2 separate regions of the Rattus norvegicus genome follow, and region 1 is linked to region 2. Evidence: chromatin contacts called from public Hi-C data. All regions are on one chromosome and are shown on one strand. Each heading gives the region's core, a stretch centred on a gene start, on an enhancer-like site or on the middle of the called end of the contact. The rest is flanking DNA. Distances are from core to core; before and after follow the strand shown.

Region 1 (5,545 bases), core at 2,047-4,546, 57 kb before region 2:
ATCAAAGCCTTCTCTTTCTGTTAGCCATAATAAGCTGTACTTGCCACGAAGCGGGAGTCTCCCGGGCTCCTTTCCTTCGTCAGAAGGAAATAAAATGAACTGATACTCAGAGCAAGACGCGAAGGTGCAAAGTCTGAAAACAAAATAAAACAAAAAAGGGCAAGGCGGAGGGGAAGAGGGAGGCACTGGCTCTTTAAACGTTTTAGTGCATATGGAGTTTGATTTCTGAAAGAGATCAGTTTAACATCTCCATAGAAACCAGCAACAGATTATCATCAACAGAATAAATAACTAGTCTAATAAATTAAACAGGAGGCATAAGATCGCTGGAAACCTGATTACTGAAGTTGAACAATATTCCCCATAAACCCTCGTTAACCGCCTCTAAGGTGGCTAACAAGATAGGGTGAGGGGGTGTCTTTCGGATGCGCCAGGTTCCGGGAAGACTGACGCTGGACGCTGCAGAGGTGGAAGAAGTTTCCCCTTCTCTGTCCAGGAAAGGGTCTGAGAGCTGCAGTGAGGGGCGAAGCACAAAAAGCCAAAGTTTGGGAAGTGGGAAAGTGGTTGCAATTGTGTGATACAGTGCGGGGCGGACGCCCCGGACGCACCGCCTGGCCACCGCCAGGGCTCGAGCTAAGCGCTTTGCGCTTGGGCGCGGATCTGCCCAGCGCCCCCTCCGGGCACGTGGAGTGCAGTCAGGGCGCAGCCCCGGGGGATCTACTACCCCCCGCCCCACGCCTGGCGCAGCTGCTCCTGCTCAGCCGGGACAGCTCCCTTTAGGATGGCGGCGTGTGTGTGTGTGTGTGTGTGTGTGTGTGTGTGTGTGTGTGTGTGTGTGTGTGTGTGTGTGTGTGTACGCGCGCGCGCTCTGGGCACGGGGGGGGGGGTCACCAACGTTACCAGACGATCTGTTTTTCAGTTCCCTTGTGCGCTCTCACCGCGCGCCTGTACCAGCTTGGAGGCGGCCTAAATTTACCAACTTTGTCTAGAGACTACTCCGGTCTTTTACCCTATCACACCCCCAACCTCTGTGACTGTACTAAGAATTTGCTGGACAGTTACACACAAACCGAGGGCCGCGCCCCCCAGACTCCTTTGGAGACACTCTCAGTCTCCCCAACATTCTGCCGGGTTTAGGGGAGCTCCAGCTCGGAGGAGGGTTATTATCCCTGCTGAACACATCTTCCACCCAGGCACCCACACCTTCACCCTTCCCAGAGTGATTGGATGGAAGTCCTCGCCGCACCCAGGCCGGCTTCGCGAGCCGAGGCTGAATCTGGAGAAACTTGTCTGCAGGGAGAAGAACGGTCCCTGGCCTCACTCCTCTCCTCCCCCAACTCGGGACCCCGGTCGGGGAAGACTTGGAAGAAGAATCTGTGCCCACCCCCTAGAGAAAAATCTATTATTATGATCTTAATCTACGCCCCCAAAGTGTCCCTCCCGCTGTGATTGACGGCGCATACACCTGTTCCCCTCGCAGAGGAGAGTCCAAACGCTGGGGACAGACATTCGCTCAACCGCTTCTCCGCGGCCCAGCGCCGGCCCGCTCCCGGGCACCCCCGCCCGTAGCCCCAGTGCTCCCCTAGCCTAATCTCTCCACCCCAGGAGGCCGCCCACTCCCCTCCCAGGTCCCGCTCCCCGGCTCTCTCGCTCCCGGTCACGCTGGCTTCGAAAAGAGAGAGAAAGAACAGAAAGCAAAACTTCCTGGCGGCCGACGGTCATCAGCTGCACATTCTGCAAATGCCACCGAGTAAAAATAAACCGGCCGCCGCTCCGCCCGGCCGGCTCACCCCGGGCGCACGACTCAGCCCCCTGTCCCGGGAGGTCCGCGGCTGTGGGTCTGTCTGGCAGGGTCCCCTGATTCCCGCGCACCCCTCGGAGCCCCGCTCCCCGACACTCTGTCAGTTACCACTTGACGCTCCTGTAGAGTGAAGGTCGACCCAAGTGTCCCGGTGGCCCAGCCCTCTCCCCTTAACTGTCCCCTGTGCCCCTACATATTACTCTCCTCTCTGTCCTCTACCAGGAGCCTATTTCAATCCCGTGTCCTCTCCACAGGCTAAGCCCCTAGGTCCTCCTCAGCCCACCTAGGGTCACAGACCCCGCCCGATCCTCTCCAACCCCTGGAGAGGGCCCCCACCTCCGGCGCCGGAGCTCAGCGCTCCACCCGCAATCGGGCCTGCCAACCCAGCGTCCCAAGTCCCCGGGCGCAACTTCTCTCTCCGCTCACACAGTAGCCGCCACAACTCCCCCGGAACTTTTCCCCAGACCCAGGGCGACCTCCAGCCGACAGCAGAACGGTGGGAGCCAGTACCCAGTGTTGCAAGCCTGAGCCCGGGGAGACTTGGGGGTGGGGGGAGAGAGTGAGAAGCGCCACTTGCCGCGCTTGGAGCGGCGCACTTGAGATAAACTTCCCAGGCACGGATAGAAAAGGGGGCGCCGCTCCCCCGACCCCAGAACCCTCTTGCCTTTATTTTCCCACCCGGAGCTCCCCTTGACACCCTGCGCCTACGCGAACACTGCCTACCTCTGCTGGCAGAACACACACCCCGGTGTCGGGGCACAAGAGCCGGCTAGAGGAGATCCCCACCCACCCCTTCCCTTGGGCAAAGTCTTGCAAAGTCACCCCAGAAGCCCCTCACCCCTTCCTCCTTCTCTCCTCCAGACAGCTCATGATCCCCCTGCAGCAGGAGGGGGCGTGGGAGAAGGAACGATCACCCAGTATTGGCAAGCACCTGCGCCCCCAGCCCACTGCGCGGAAAGCGCCCCCACCCTAGTTGTGAAGTCCTTTACTCGTGCCCGGCACCTCCCCCTCTTCTCCCCTACCCCGCCGACCCCTCAGCTGGAGTAAGTGACCCCCCAGGAGCTGCAGCCCTCCCTCCATTGGAGCGGCTCGCCGGGCATTCCCCTGGTCACTGCGGGCGACGCGCCGCCCCGCGCCGGGGTGCCAGCCCTCTGTGCCCCCTACCTCCGGTACGGCCGGAGTTGGGTGGCAGCCGCCGCTCGTAGGCTGACTGGCTCGGTCGTTCGCTCGTTCGCCCGCTCCCAGCTGCAAGCGGCAACCCGGGGGTAGTGGGCTGCACCGGGACAGGGGTGAAGCCTGGAGGCGCCCCAATATGCCCGCAGAGGTGGAGGGCTTGAGGGGGCCGCGGTGGAAAGAGCGCCGAGTCTCTTACCTGCACTTGGGGCGGCTTTGGGTGACTTTCCAAGTCCGGGGAAAAATGTGTGTGTGTTTGGGATGGAGCGCCGCGGGCGCGCATGCGCGACCAAAGTTGCCGGATCCCGGATTTTTCTCTCCCAGTCTCCGCTCTCGCCCGCTGTGATTATGGAATTCTCCGCGGCCGAACAGGCGAGTGGGTGGCATGCAAAACCCGGGCCGGATCCCGGGGCTGGGCTCCGTTCCACCCTCACACCCCCAGACCTTCCCCTCTAGCATTCTTCCCACCCACCACCTAGGCTGGGCTCCGCGTGCGCGCGCGGCAAGATCGGCCAGCGAAGCGGCATCGGAGCCCGCTGTCCCTTTTGCTGCTCCGGAAGGTTTCTACACCCTCTGAATGGAGTTGAGATTGGGACAGAAGAAAGGGACAAGGGTGCGTTACTTTCCAGCTATTCAGAACCCTTCGACACCCCGAGTTTGGCTCCCACTTTTTCAATGAAAATTGACTCTTTTTTTTTTCAAGCCAGACAGTTTAGAAGGTTCGAATGAAATCTTCGGTGTTTGGTATTTTCTCTGCTCTTACTGTCTGCAAAGGGGAGTTTTCATTTAGCCCCTTATGCGAGAAATAAATTCTTGAGCAAGACAGGCCACGCAGAATGACCTTACTCTGTGCGTGGGAGGAGGGCAAATCATGTGCATTAGAACGATAATGCTGCAAAGTGGAAGATCCACGGGAAAGCAGAGCGTCTCGGGAGAGCGGATCCTTTGGCCTGGCAGTGGGAGGTGACGGCCTCTTTCATCTCCCTTGAAGGCTTGCATCTTTTGCAGGGCCTCCTAGCTGTCTACACGGACAGGGACATGGGTCCTAGGGCCCTACAGCCTGGCCCTGCCTTTCCCAGCCAGGTTACCACACCCAGCACGGACTCGTTAACGATACCCATTTTTTTGCCTACTGCAGAAATTCAGGATGTAAATTCAGGAAGTGACACAAAAGAAAAGAAAAGGAGAAGGGACCGCCCCCCTCCCCAGGCAAGATGAGCGAGAAACTGACCACCCCACTGTAGTTCTAGATAGGTAAATTATTAATTGGATAAATGGACAAAGCTGCAAAGCAGGACCCAACTTCAAGATGTGCTTTACACAGTGAGTTCTCCTCGGAGGAAATGACGCCCCGCTGCTCAACCATGCTACTGAGGCCTACTCTAAAGATTTTGCTTCGTGGACCCCACATCTTGCCTGGCAAGCCCTAGGACAGTCCTCTGCTGGGATGTGTTCCTGGCCCTGCTGTGAGCTCAAAGTTCATTGGTCCAGTCGCAAATGACTAGAGTCTGAGGCTCTCTAGCCCTGAGGTGGTAGAGTGCCTCATAGCTGTTAGGTGTCTCACCCTCCTTCGATGCTGTGGTGAGTGACAGCTGGTGTCATACTAGCAGGAAAATAAACTGGAGAGAAACAAAAACAAAAGCAAACAAAACAAACAACAACAAAAATCCAACCCCCCCACTACTCAGATTTGTCAGCCCCCAAAGAGCAGATTTGGGGGTCTGGACACCCCCAAAATCCACCAGTTCATTTTGTTATCTCCCCTCTTTATCCCAAGAATTAACAGGAGTCGTCTGCGGCCACAGCAGACCCTGGCCTATCTCGCCTTTTCTCTCCCACCCAAGGGTCTCCCTAGCCCCAGGCTTTTTACTCACCCAAGTATCTCTGAGATACTTGAGCCTGGTGACTCAGGAGAACACATGCCCTCCCTGCCCCAGCCCTTCCCACGCCCAGAGATCTCCAGCTCAATCCTGCCAGCCTACACAGAGAGAAACTGAGTCACTGTCATCTGAGAGGTGGCCAAGTAGGCCTCCTAACTTATGACAAGGTCCACATTCACCACTGCAATGGCAGCGGCAGCAGCAGCATAAAGAAGCAGTTAATGACTTGAGTTGCAGGGGCAGATCTCCAGCCACTCCTCAACTGGGTGACCTTGGATGAGAGACATTTGACCTCTCTGTACCTCAGTTGGCCCAACTGTGAAATGGGCACGATAAAAGTACCTCAGTTGACCCAACTGTGAAATGGGCGCGATAAAAGTATTGCTGCCTGGGAGTGTTTCGAGACTACCATAAGTCAATGCGGGGGTAAAAGGGCTTGGGCCAAGGTATTGATCCCTAAGTGCCAGTAACTGTCATTGTTCCTGGGGACATCCAGTACTCCTTCCTTCCTGTCCTCTCTCCATCCCTTCTTGTCCTCAGTCTGGAATTTGTTTGGTTGTCTGGAGTAGTCTTTTGCTCCTTTGTTCACTGAGTGGGTACTTGTTGAGTCCAACAACACTCCACAGTGGGAGACAGAGCTGAATTAGACAATGAGCGAGGCCCGGCCAGGAAGGGGATGGTGACAGATTTT
Region 2 (5,618 bases), core at 769-3,268:
GTTACCAACATGGAGGATTTTGTAAACCTCTTCCCTCAAGCCTGACTCCCAAATCTAAGCCAGTGCTGCTGTCAGGGCAGGAAAGTTCCTCCACAAGGTATAGAGTCCCTGCTTCCAGGCGATCTCCCTGAAGCCAGGGCAGCAACCAGGCTGAAAATCTTCCATGTCCCCAGGGGCTGTGTTTGCCTCTGTTCTCTTACCCAGTCAGTTCCTTTGCCTGGAATGTGTCACCTCTGTGAGATGATTGCCTGAGAGCCAGCCTCCCCTGGAAGCTTCAGACCCTAGGTTAGGGAGCCTGTTCTGTTCTTGGGACCAGTCCTGCCCACTTAGGCTATGGGCCCTAGCACCCAGGGTGCACATATCTTCTATGTACTCTATTCTCACACACACCCACACACACCCACACACACACCCACCCACCCACACACACACACACACGCATACACACACACACAGAGTAACAGTCACACACACATACATAGAGTAACAGCCACACACACACACACTGACACACATACACACATACTCACACATGTGCATCCACACACATGCACACTCATACACATGCACATACTCAGTAACACACGCACTCACACAGTAACAGTCACACACTCACACACATACACACACACTTACACACATGCATCCACACACATGCATACACCCAGTAACAATCACACACAGCAACACACACACATACATATACACTTACACGTATGCACACACCTAATAACAGTCACACACACACACACACACACACACACACACACACACTGTGCTTCTTGAGGGCAGGCTGAGTCCTCAGTCCTTTGTCCTTAGCACAGGGCGTGGCTCAGTAGTTTCCAGACACGTCTGAAGAATGAATGAACGCAAGCTGAATGTGTGTGTGTGTGTGTGCGCGCACGCGTGTGTGTGTGTGTGTGTGTGTGTGTGTGTGTGTGTGTGTGTGTGTGTATGCAGAGTGAGAAAGCGAGAAAGCAGATGGGGAAACAGGATGAGGTCTCAGTGGGAATCCCCTCATGTAAAGCCTGACTCCCATACACTCCATTAGCCAAAGAATGCCACAGCATTTGGGGGAAGTGCAGTCAGGGTCACCTACCCTCTAGCCTGGCCTTCTCCTCTGGGACCCCCAATCTGAGGAAGGTGGAGGAAGAGGAGGTGGGCCATTATCCCTCTGGGCCTTATATCTGTGGCCCCCACTTGACCCTGTTACTCCTTTAAGACAGGCTGTATGTGGCCCCCACTGACCCGTTACCCCTTTAAGACTGGCCGTGCAGCCTCCCTTTGCTTGGTGAAACTGTTCAGTTTTCGGACAGGACAGAGGAGGGGGGTGGGGGGGAGGGCACACCTGTTGTGGAACTTGAGAGAAGACTTATTTATAAATGTTCAGGCCTCGGGATTCTTGCAGAGCTGATGTCCGGAGGGGAAGGTCACCAAAATGCTTGTTTATAAAAGCAACAGCAACTGGGAACACCGTAAACGGGCTAAAGGATGAAATTAACAAGCCCTCGGAGGCGGGGCACGGCGGGGCACGGCGGGGCACTGCTGGAACTGCACTGGCCAGGGTGCCACCACTGGGCAGGGCCCCAGGCCTGCCTCCAAGCCAGGTCCCTCCCAGCCCCAGCTGCCCTGACTGCCCCTCAAACCCCAGCAAGCCCCGGTGCCAGCCCCCATGCCTGTCCTTGGCACAAGCTGTCCCTTTATTACCACCAAGTAGCCACTGCTTTGTCCCCTCGCGGCCCCCAAATGTACCACGTTAGTGCTAGATTGGGGGTATGTTTTAATTTTAGCTCTCAGAGGCCAGACCTGACTCTCCAGGCTGCCCAGGGAGGGCTTGCCCCACCCAACACACACACACACACACACACACACACACACACACACACCACACACACACACACACACACACCTCCTCCCAGGACTCTCTGTTCAATTCCTAGTTTCAGGAAAGCTGTGTCTTCCTTGGGTGACTGATGGCTGAACAGGTGGCTTCTGGGTAGAGAGTGTCAAGTGAACAGCAGTGAGAAGTGGCCCTTTTATGGCTCACTTTCCCTGCCTGCCTAGCCTTGACCTTGGCTGCTCACGGTTCTGGGAATGCCCCACCCCACCCCACCCCATCAGGGCCTGCCTGTGTTGGGCTGCCCACCAGCAGACCCCACTCCAGCTTGTGGCCCAGCAGGAAGAAGGCTGTAAGTAATCCTGGGGGACATGGGACAGCCGAGAGGGAGGGAAACTGAGCCCTGCCCTCCTCCACATGCTGACACAATGCACACACTGCACATGTGTCTCACGGGCACAAGGAAACTGTCACACGAAGACAGCTCCTGGTCTAGAGGCCCCTGCCTCTCAAGCTCCTACCTATATTAGCAAGCACCGGCCAAACTCCATTACAGCCAGTGATACAGTTTACAGCCCCACCCCCGGCCACATTCTCTCCCTCTCCCATCCCAGGCATGCGTGTACATGAGGTGTCTCCATCCACATCAGCATCTCTGTGTGCCATTAGCATCTTCCTACCTTTCCTCCTCCTCCTCCTCCTCCTCCTCCTCCTCCTCCTACTCTTCTCCCTCCCTCCTCTCCCTCCTCTTCTCCCCTCTCTTCCTCCTCTTCTTCCTCCTGCCCTTCCTCCTCTTTCTTCTCCTGGGCCAATCACCATCTCTACAGTTCTCTTCCCCTCTTCTCTCCTTCTCTTGTCCACACCTCCGCCTGCCCTGCCCCCTCCTGGGCTCTGTCCCTGTTACAGAACACTTGCAGCCAGCACATGGCCTCCGCACACTGGACGCCGTAAATGACATCGTCAGGTCTATTTTTTTCCCTCTGCCTCACTGTTCCGAGTCCCTAAGGAGAATCCAGCTTCAGCGTGTCCCCTTGCTGTGGGCCGTGTGAGAGAAGCGGGTGATATTCTGATTTCTTAGTGACTCTTGAGCCCCTGGAAGTCCTGTGCCCACTCCTTTCCCCAGGAACTGACAGGCCTGCCCCAGAGGCTTCTTGGCATGGGTGCAACAAACTTACTGGTCTTTCTTGGGTAGGGGAGATTGTTGGGTCCCGGGTAAGAGATCCGGGTGACTTGGCAGTGAATGGACCAGGAGGGACACTGGCCATGTTCCCCTTGGTTCCTGTGACTCTGTGCACAGGAAGTCACAGCTCCCTCAAAATGCTCTGACTTCAGGTATAAGGATAGAGGCACGAGAAACCCTGGGAGCCCGGAAGAGCCCCTGTTAGAAATTACTCTCCGCCAGCCCCATACTCAGAAGGAATCCTACCCTCTCTTCATCAACAGCCCTTAAATGTATAGAGAAGACAGCAAGGTCCCTCTCTACAACTCAACTAGGACAAGACACTGAGCAAGCCTGGACCAGTGTGTAAATAACAGGTGTAGTGGTCCTCAAACCCAGGGCAGAAATCAGGTAGGCCTGAGAGTCTCCAGCCTGAGCCCCTCCCCCACTTGCCCTTGACCTCCACTTTTCTTCATGGGCCTCACTCACTTATTCACTCACTCACTCACTCACTCACTCACTCACTCACTCATTGGGCTAATGTTTGTTGAACACCTACTATGTGCCAGTACCAAGCACCTACTATGTGCCAGCACCTACTATGTGACAGCACCAAGCACCTACTATGTGCCAGTACCAGGTAAATTAATCCTACTGGCTGAAAGGAAGGAGCAGTCAACAAGAAAACTGTTTTCTTACTGGTCAGAATGAGTTTAGTTGCTTGATCACTGCCCAGGGGGATCAAGGCCTCCTGGGAGTGGGGAAAGGGGAAGCGTGAAGAGACATATTTACCTCAAGTCCCTCCCTCCGTCTTGCAGGAGTCGGAATCCCCACTACCTCTGATCACAAATTGGGCAGATCTCTCTTGAGTGAATAACTGTGGAATAGTCGCTTCCCTGGTTGGATATAGTCTCTCGAAACACACAGCGGCACACCTCTACGTGTGGCTTCTTTTGATGACAGAACCACCCCTGGGGCAAGAGCTAGTAAAACAAGACTACTAACAATGAAGACACTGAGGCTCAGAGAGGTTAAGGGAATTGTTGAATGTCACACAGCTTGTAGAGTCTGGGGCAGCAGATTACCTACATGTCCACATTCCTGAATCTCTTTCCCACTGGAACCATTTCTGGTTCCAGAACAAAGAGAAACTGCCTGTAGCTTGATTGGACAGGAAGAAATGGTGGAAAAAGGTTTTGTCCCCCACTTTTTAAGACATCTCTCTCCATCCAAGTCCCCTAGACCCATACCGCTGGCCCTCTCCTCTACCTTTCTCCTGGGGAACCACAAATGATACAGCTGGCTGTGATTCCAGGCCCCAGTGCCAGCCTGGTTCTCCCCCTCCAGGCACACCGGGAAGAGAGCAAGGCTGGGTCTCTGGGCTCCAGCTTCCATTGTCTGCTCCAGACCCCATCAGCGTGTGTGCGCGCTGCAATTACCCATCAACTCCCCTGCCCCAGGCTGTCGTGGAGGCCCCCCGTCCCCAGTGATTTGGGGGGAAGGGGGTTATTACAACTCGCAAAACCTTAAATTAAGAATGAATAAGAGCAGCGTCGCATGCCACTTCTGAAAGGCTGCCAGCAGGGCTGGGGTGGTGACGGGCGTATTGTGCTCCGTGCTGTCGGAGGGGAAACTGACGGATTCTAGGACGGGGTGAAGACTGGAGGTGGAGGTGTCGGCAGCTACCTGTTCCAGCAAAGGCATGGCCACCCAGGCAGGATTCTGCCTGCTGTGTGTGGGTAGTGAGACCCTAAGCATACTAACATCGCGGCTGGGAGCTGGAGGTGGGGGGGAAGCACATGTGGGACTTGATCTAGCCTCGAGCGGAAAGGTTAGGTATGAACCAAGGTCTCCCTGGGGAGCTCGAAGCAGAGCCTAGGGGCTGAGAAATAGCTGGTGAGGGGAAGAAAGAGATACAGGTCTGAGCAGAGGGAACCGGCTGTGTAAAGGTCCTGGGGTAGAAGTTCATGGCACAAGACTGGTAAAGAACAGAAAACAGGTCTAATGAAGTAGGAGGAAGAAAGAAGGGACGAGGTGTGGAGTGGACAGTGGGCAGAGCCTCTCTCCACCAAGTTCCTTTGTCTGGGATCTGAAGGTCATGGAGCCCAGCCTCACGCATGCTAAGCAATCACTCTAGCAGCAAGCTGTACCCGAGGTCGTGTGCTTGTGCTAAACCCAGTCTCTTCGGTGTATTGCGGGGACATGGCCAGGACGCTCTAAGCCTCCTAGCTGTGAGCATGGAGAGATGGCGGTTGTGCAGCTCAGGGGATGTTGGGAGCGCTTAGACTAATCTGGGTGTGAGGCAAATTTAAAATAGCCTGCCGTGCCATGAAGGGTGCTTCCAGTGCCAGGGGACCAGGTACGAGGCTCCAATCTGTTGCTCCCCAGCCTGCTCATGGGCCTATCCCCTGGCATATAAGCAACTGTTCTCTGGAGGCCAGGGCTAGCATGTGAGAACAAGCAAGAGACATGAAGCCGATGTCCTTAGACAGGGCTAATGCACCAAGACAAGAACCATTTCAGCCCAGTCTTGGGGACTCGGAACCGCAGGTCTGGCCTGCGCATGCTCAGATGAGTAGGAAACCGACCACTTGCAGCTCTGATTTTGTATTTGGGCGTAAG

Evidence for each region. Hi-C and Micro-C count contacts between places; a contact is called where the count stands out from the background.
Region 1: a Hi-C map of liver shows a contact between it and region 2, with 2.5 times the contacts expected there. The contact joins the promoter of Casz1 here to the enhancer-like site in region 2. A contact is called at or near these places in 3 of 12 Hi-C or Micro-C datasets (liver, mammary epithelial cells and psoas muscle).

Annotation. Positions count from the first base shown.
Region 1 is chr5:164,524,863-164,530,407 of GRCr8, reverse strand. Casz1 (castor zinc finger 1) reads right to left here and starts at 3,296. Exons shown (of 21, transcript NM_001427668.1): 1 at 3,174-3,296.
Region 2 is chr5:164,466,576-164,472,193 of GRCr8, reverse strand. No RefSeq gene overlaps it. Among named protein-coding and RNA genes, the nearest start is that of Casz1, 58 kb to the left of the region's middle. Within about 2 kb of position 2,018, at least 2 of the 93 cell types and tissues checked have an H3K27ac peak or open chromatin away from gene starts, as enhancers often do.